Regions from separate parts of the Mus musculus genome. Here region 2 is linked to region 1. The links are chromatin contacts, called in public promoter capture Hi-C maps. All regions are on one chromosome and are shown on one strand. Each heading gives the region's core, a stretch centred on a gene start, on an enhancer-like site or on the middle of the called end of the contact. The rest is flanking DNA. Distances are from core to core; before and after follow the strand shown.

What was found. Promoter capture Hi-C pulls out the DNA fragments that hold promoters and counts their contacts.
Region 2: a contact with region 1 is called in a promoter capture Hi-C map of neural stem cells. The contact joins the promoter of Sgpl1 here to the promoter of Spock2 in region 1. A contact is called at or near these places in 1 of 39 promoter capture datasets (neural stem cells), 1 of 484 Hi-C or Micro-C datasets (embryonic stem cells) and 1 of 115 datasets of contacts at active chromatin or transcription factors (pancreatic cancer cells).

Annotation. Positions count from the first base shown.
Region 1 is chr10:60,104,963-60,107,969 of GRCm38.p6, forward strand. It overlaps Spock2 (sparc/osteonectin, cwcv and kazal-like domains proteoglycan 2), which reads left to right and starts at 1,295. Exons shown (of 11, transcript NM_052994.2): 1 at 1,295-1,694. The coding sequence starts at 1,506. Gm51801 (a long non-coding RNA gene) reads right to left here. Exons shown (of 3, transcript XR_003949003.1): 3 at 2,398-3,007.
Region 2 is chr10:61,146,350-61,149,350 of GRCm38.p6, forward strand. Sgpl1 (sphingosine phosphate lyase 1) reads right to left here and starts at 1,335. Exons shown (of 15, transcript NM_009163.4): 1 at 1,174-1,335.

The DNA.
Region 1 (3,007 bases), core at 45-2,544:
GCATCCATTGTGAGATGCAGATGTCAGTATCTGGAGCTTGCAGCAGCACCACAGGAAGGGAAACTATTGTTTTGTGTTTTCCCAGGGGTCCCCACCCAGCCCAGGCTACTGAGGCACCCAACACTCAGGAGGCATGCCAGGCCCTGGATGACTGTAACCCTCACAACCTGTGTTTTTTCCTATTGATTAAGATCATGTTCTTTCATTGCCTTTAATTTTTATTTTATTTTATTTTATTTTATTTTAACATCACAGCAGCCAAGTCTTTTATAAAAACACAATCTAGGGCTTGGGGCCCAAAAGTTTAATATGGTTTGCCCTTTTCGTAGTCTTCATTTTATTTGTAATGTAAATTTCAGTTCTGTTCTGATCCTGGGTCTGTGCCCAGCTGCCAGCCTTCCCAGCTGGTAAGGCAGCACAGGTCTATAGGCAATGACAAGGGTCACAGTTTTAACAAGAACCTAACAGCCTCCAACAGAACCCGCCTCCTCCCGCCTTGTCTCCTTCCCCAGTGCATCATCAAACTCAACATGAAGTCAAAGTCACAAGCAAATGGCTGGGCCCATTTAGATTTGCAGACTCAAGGCAGATGAGATGGCTAGACACGCATGTGTCTTTTAGGGTTGCCCTAGGAAAAGCTAACAAAAGGGTGACAGCCCCTAAACATCTGCTTGCGGAAGAGGAGGACATCTGCCCATGTTTCACCAGCCATTCAGGGTTGGGGCCATGCGTTGAAAAGAGCGGCGGGCCAGGGGGAGCAATAGTTCAGAGGCAGCCAGTTGTTAGACCGCCTTTGTCTTAAGGAAGCCACCCATTACCGAAGCGCCATAACTCGCGGGGAGCCAGCTGTCAGAGCGGTGGCACAGGCCACTCGGGGGTGTGGGGTGTGGGGTGGGAGGAGGCCAAGGGAGAAGAAACTGTCTGTGGCCAGATTCCCTTTTAGACACCTGAGCCCAGCTGACTTGGTAACCCGAGAGTTTTCATCCTCTTTCCAGCCCTATGAAAGACCCCGGAGCCCTTCTTTGCTGTCCACCCTTAGATAGACAGCAGGGACATCTCAGGGTTCTGCTTCCCTGGCTTGCAACTCCTTGAGAGCTGGACTGACTTGCGCAGCCCTGCGCTGCGGCTTGGCTGGCTTGGCTGCTCTGATCCAGCGCTCTGCTTTGAAATCTACCCCCTCCTTTTTTTTTTTTTTTTTTTTTTTTTTTAACCAGGTATGATGATGTCAAACGTGATGCTGATGCTACAGTTACAGACACAGCCCCCGCTGGCGCAGCCTCTCTGAATCTCTCTCCCTCTCCGCGTCCAGCGCTGGGCTTTTTCAGACAAGTGCATCTGCTAACCAGGTCACATTTCAGCCACGACCCACCCTCCGTCAGTCACTGGAGTCAGACAGCAGGAGGAGGGCTGAGGAGGACCGCAGCGCTTCGCCAGTGGCGCGGTGGAGGGAAGGACATCAAATCCTGCTGAAGTCCAGACCCCCCCAGGTCCAAGCCCAGACCACGATGCGCGCTCCAGGCTCCGGGCGGCTGGCTCTGCCGCTGCTGCTCCTCGCCGTGGTCGCCTTGGCTGAAGGCGACGCCAAGGGGCTCAAGGAGGGCGAGACCCCCGGCAATTTCATGGAGGACGAGCAATGGCTGTCGTCCATCTCGCAGTACAGCGGCAAGATTAAGCACTGGAACCGCTTCCGAGACGTGAGCGGCGGGGCGCGGAGGGCCGGGCCGGGCGCGGGTTGTGGGTGGGGAGGCCGGGAGCAGAGACCCCGCGCGCTGGGAGCCACCGCCGCGTGTCGGAGCCGGAGCCTCTCGGGCCTGCCAGGCTAACTACGCCAAGTGTAAACAACACCGAGAGTCCCAGCCCCGAGCCCCTCCGGTGTTCCCGTGGCCACCAGCTTTGGGACCTTCAGTTCCCGCAGCCTCCCGGAGTGTCCTAGACGAGAACATGCTCTAGGGGCGCACGCTCGCGACGGGGTCTGCCTTGTGGCGTGGCGCGGAGCAGGGGTGCGGGATGTGGGGACCCGGGCCCTGGCTGCTGCTGGGCCCCGCCTGTCCCCCCACCCCCACCTCCTTGCCATCGGTCCCCGGGCTAGGCCCCTGCCGGGTGAATGCTGCAGACTGCACACACTGCTCTTGGCAGAGGGAGCGGATCTGGGTGGGGCCGGCAGGAAAGGTAGCGGCCGCAAGGGTGTCCTCCGACCCCTCCTTGGGCTTCGGAAGAAGGGGACAGAAGGCTCAAGGACTGAGCGGTGGCCAGGGCGTTGAGTTTGGGGAAGGGTTCCCCCAACCTCCAAGAGATGGTGGAAGGCGTGTCCATAATGGGGCGCGCGGGGGGGGGGGTGCACAGTGAAAATGCCCGAGGCGCTCTCCTCTCTCTCTCTCAGGGTGGTCGCCAGAGCCAGGCCAGGTAGGCTGGTTTTCCTGGACCAAGCTCGGCGGTGAAGCAAGGGGACCCCATCCTTGGTCCGGTGGGCATGAGAAGCAGAAGCGAGAGCCCCCAGGAGCTGGTTTGGGGTCCCTGGCAGAAGCCCGCCGCAAGCCGACTTAACCTTGGGCAAAGCTTTGCGGGTGGGGGCGGGGAGGAGGCTGCGGACCGGCCGGCGCCGCAGCTCTGTTTACCCGCACCTGTAGATCAGGGAGGGAATAGGAGGCGCGTTCCCTCCCGCAGGGCAGCCACGGCCGCCTCGCAGATGGTGGCGTGGGCAGGGGTGAGGAAGGGAGGGCGTGGCTGCGCCCTGGGCACCTCAGCGATGGGGTGGGGGTGAGGCCCTGAAATGTAGAGCGCCCCTCGATCTGGCGCTAGCTGACGCCCTGACCTCGCTCGGAAAGCCTCCTCTACGTTGGGTTCTTATTCCTCATTCCCCAGACTCTTGATTTTGACCCACCTAGTATAAGCCACACCATGACTGTTCTTTTTAAACTTCGAGCATCCACAAGTTTTTTTTTTTTTTAGATGTTTTTCTATTCAACAGTTTCATTCTGTTTCAGAATAAAGAGAGAGCTTGTTTTAA
Region 2 (3,001 bases), core at 85-2,584, 1.0 Mb after region 1:
GCTGTTTACTCGGCAGCCCGGCCGGCGCTGCCCCTCCGCGGGATCCCCCTGCCGGCTTTGGCAGCGCTCCAGCCGACCCCGGCACCCCGGAGCAGTGGAGCCCGCGGCGTGCACGCGGGGACACGCCCCTTCCCCGGGCCCACGGCAGCGCCGCCGCCTCTCGGCACAGCGGGACCCGGGACTCCTCCAGCCCGGCCTGCCTTTCCCCCGCGCCCCTGTAGCCTGGCGCCACTACTCAGCCCCGGCCACAGACTCGAGCCTGGGTCTCTCCGACGCCCCACAGCAGTCGGGAACCCACACCCCGCAGCTCGGCTCCCCATCAGCCCGGACCCAGCCCCCTCAGACCAGGCCCGGCTCCCCTCAGCCCGCCCCCTCTTAGCCTGACTCCCTTAAGCCCAGGACCCTCTCAGCCTGGGCCCTGCTCCCCTCAGCCTGGGCCCCGCTCCCCTCAGCCCCGACCCCGCAGCCCCGACCCTGCTCCCCTCAGTCTGGGGCCCGCACCCCTCAGTTTGCTCCTTCTCAGCCCGGCTCCCCCTCAGCCCAGGCGCTGCTCCCCTCAGTCTGGGCCCCGCTTCCCTCATCCCACCTCTCCCTGTGCCACGGACCTGCACCCCTCAGCTCAGCTTCCTCTCAGCCCACTCCCTTTCAGCCTGAGCCCTGCTTCCCTCAGCCCGGGCACCGCTTCCCTCAGCCCGGCTCTCCCTCAGCCCGGCTCCCTCTCAGCTCGGGCCCCGCTCCCCTCAGCCCAGGACCCTCTCAGCCTGAACCCTTGCTCCCCTCAGCCCGGTCCCTGCTCCCCCTCAGCCCGGGCCCCGCTCCCCTCAGCCCAGCTCTCCCTCAGCCCGGCTCCCTCTCAGCTCGGGCCCCGCTTTCCTCAGCCGCGCTCCCCTCAGCCCAGCTCTCCCTCAGCCCGGCTCCCTCTCAGCTCGGGCCCTGCTTTCCTCAGCCGCGCTCCCCTCAGCCCAGCTCTCCATGAACCACAGACCTGCCTCCCTCAGCGCAGCTCCCCACAGCCCGGTTCCCTCCGCGCAGCTCCCCACAACCCAATTCCCTCTCGGCTCCCCAACCACAGCTCGGCCTCCCTCCTCTCCCCTCAGCCCGGGCCCGGATCCCTCCAGCTCCTCTCGGCTCCCCACTGCTCCCGCCGGGTCCAGCCCGCCGCGGCAGCTCCACCTCCTCAGGCTGTGGACCCGGCTCCTTCTTTCCCCGCAGAGGCTCCGCTGGCCGCCGCCCACCTCACGCGCCTCGGTTCTGCGAGCGACTCACTCGCTGGCCACGGGACCCGGGTTCCCCCTTCCGCCGCCGCCGCAGAGATTGGAGGTGCGCCGCCCCCGGCCCCGCCCCTCCCGGAAATGGCCTTGGGGTACCCGCCCGCCTCCAGGAGCCCGGGCCGTGCGCGCCCTTGCCGCTGTCGGGCGCGCGCACGTCCGACGCCGCGCTGGGCTCGGCTCGCCCCGCAGCCCTCCGCCCGCCTACTGCTGGGTCCGGGCTGTGGTGTCGGGGGAACTCAGGCGAGAGTTTGTGGCCAGGGCTAAGTAATGGCGCCAGGGTTGAGAGGCTCGGCGCCAAGGTTCGGGGCGCCCAGAGCCGTGTGGGCGTGCGCGCCGCCTGCTGGCCGGGTAGGGACTGTGTCTAAGCCAGATAGGGTGTCTAGGGGTCTCACCTTTCGCCAGCAGCTGGCCCTGTGAGTTTACAACTTCTTCAGGCTACTCTTTGTGTTTGTCTTTTGTTGCTATTGTTGTTTGTTGTTGTTTTGTGATGCAGGCTTTTTATACTAAGTTGCCGAGACTGGCTTTGAGGTCTTTCTGTAGGGCAGTCAAAGGCTTTGATCTAGGTTTTCTCCCGCCTCATCACAGCCTTCCAAAAATCTAAGGTGACATCTCTCTTAACAATTCTTTGTTTTGATCCAAGTTCTGACTTAGGTCATGCTGGCCCCAAACTGGTCCTGTATCTTAGGATAACTTTGAACTCACAATCTTCCTGCCAGCCACTACACTCAACAGTTTAGGGGCTGGTTAGTGTTTGAGACAGGGTCTCACTCTGTCGTGTAAGCTATAAACTGGCCTTGAACTTGAATCAATCTTCCTGCTTTAGGCTCCCAAGTACTGAAATTATACCCATAAAAAGCTGGTTATGTGAAGTGATTGGGGAGGGAGGGCTCAGTGAGGCTGGGTCCCAGCACCCACTTAAGATGGCTCCCAAACACCACTCCCGGTCCATGGACTCTGACATTGTCTTCTGGCCTCTGAGGCCATAAACACACACACACACACACACACGCTTACACATAAATAAAAATAAATGCTTGAAATAATTAACTTGAACCTGGTGTGGTGGTTTGTTCCTGTAATTCCTGAGGCAATTTTGAAGCCAACCGGGGCTTCAAAATAAGACCCTATTCCCCACCCCAACCCTTGCATTCTGGACACAATTGGTCACTTCCAGCCAGTGTCTGCAGACAAGACTAATCTGAGCAACCACCTAACCTGGGTCTTTAAAGGAAGAGCTTTGAGATTTTACTGTTTTAGGGTTTCTATTGCTGTGATGAAACACCATGACCAAAGAAATATGGGGAAGAAAGGGTTTATTTGGCTTACACGTCCAGAGCACTGTTCATCAACAAAAGAAGTCAGGACAGGAGCTCAAACAGGGCAAAACCTGAAGGCAGGAGCTGATGCAGAGGCCATGAAGGAGTGCTGCTTACTGCCCTGCTCCTCATGGCTGGCTTGCTTATAGAACCCAGGACCACCAACCCAGGGATAGCACCACCCACAGTGGGCTGCGACCTCCCCCATCAATCCCTAATTAAGAAAATGCCCTACAGGTTTGCCTATAGCCTGAATCTCATAGAGGCATTTTCTTAATCAATATTCCCTCCTCTGAGATGACTTTAACTTGTGTTATGTTCACTGAGTGAGCAAGGGGTTGGCCCTTGGTCTCTTTTCTGTGTTGGAAACTTGATTTTCCCATCAAGGTTAAAGATGTCTGAATGAAAAAAGCA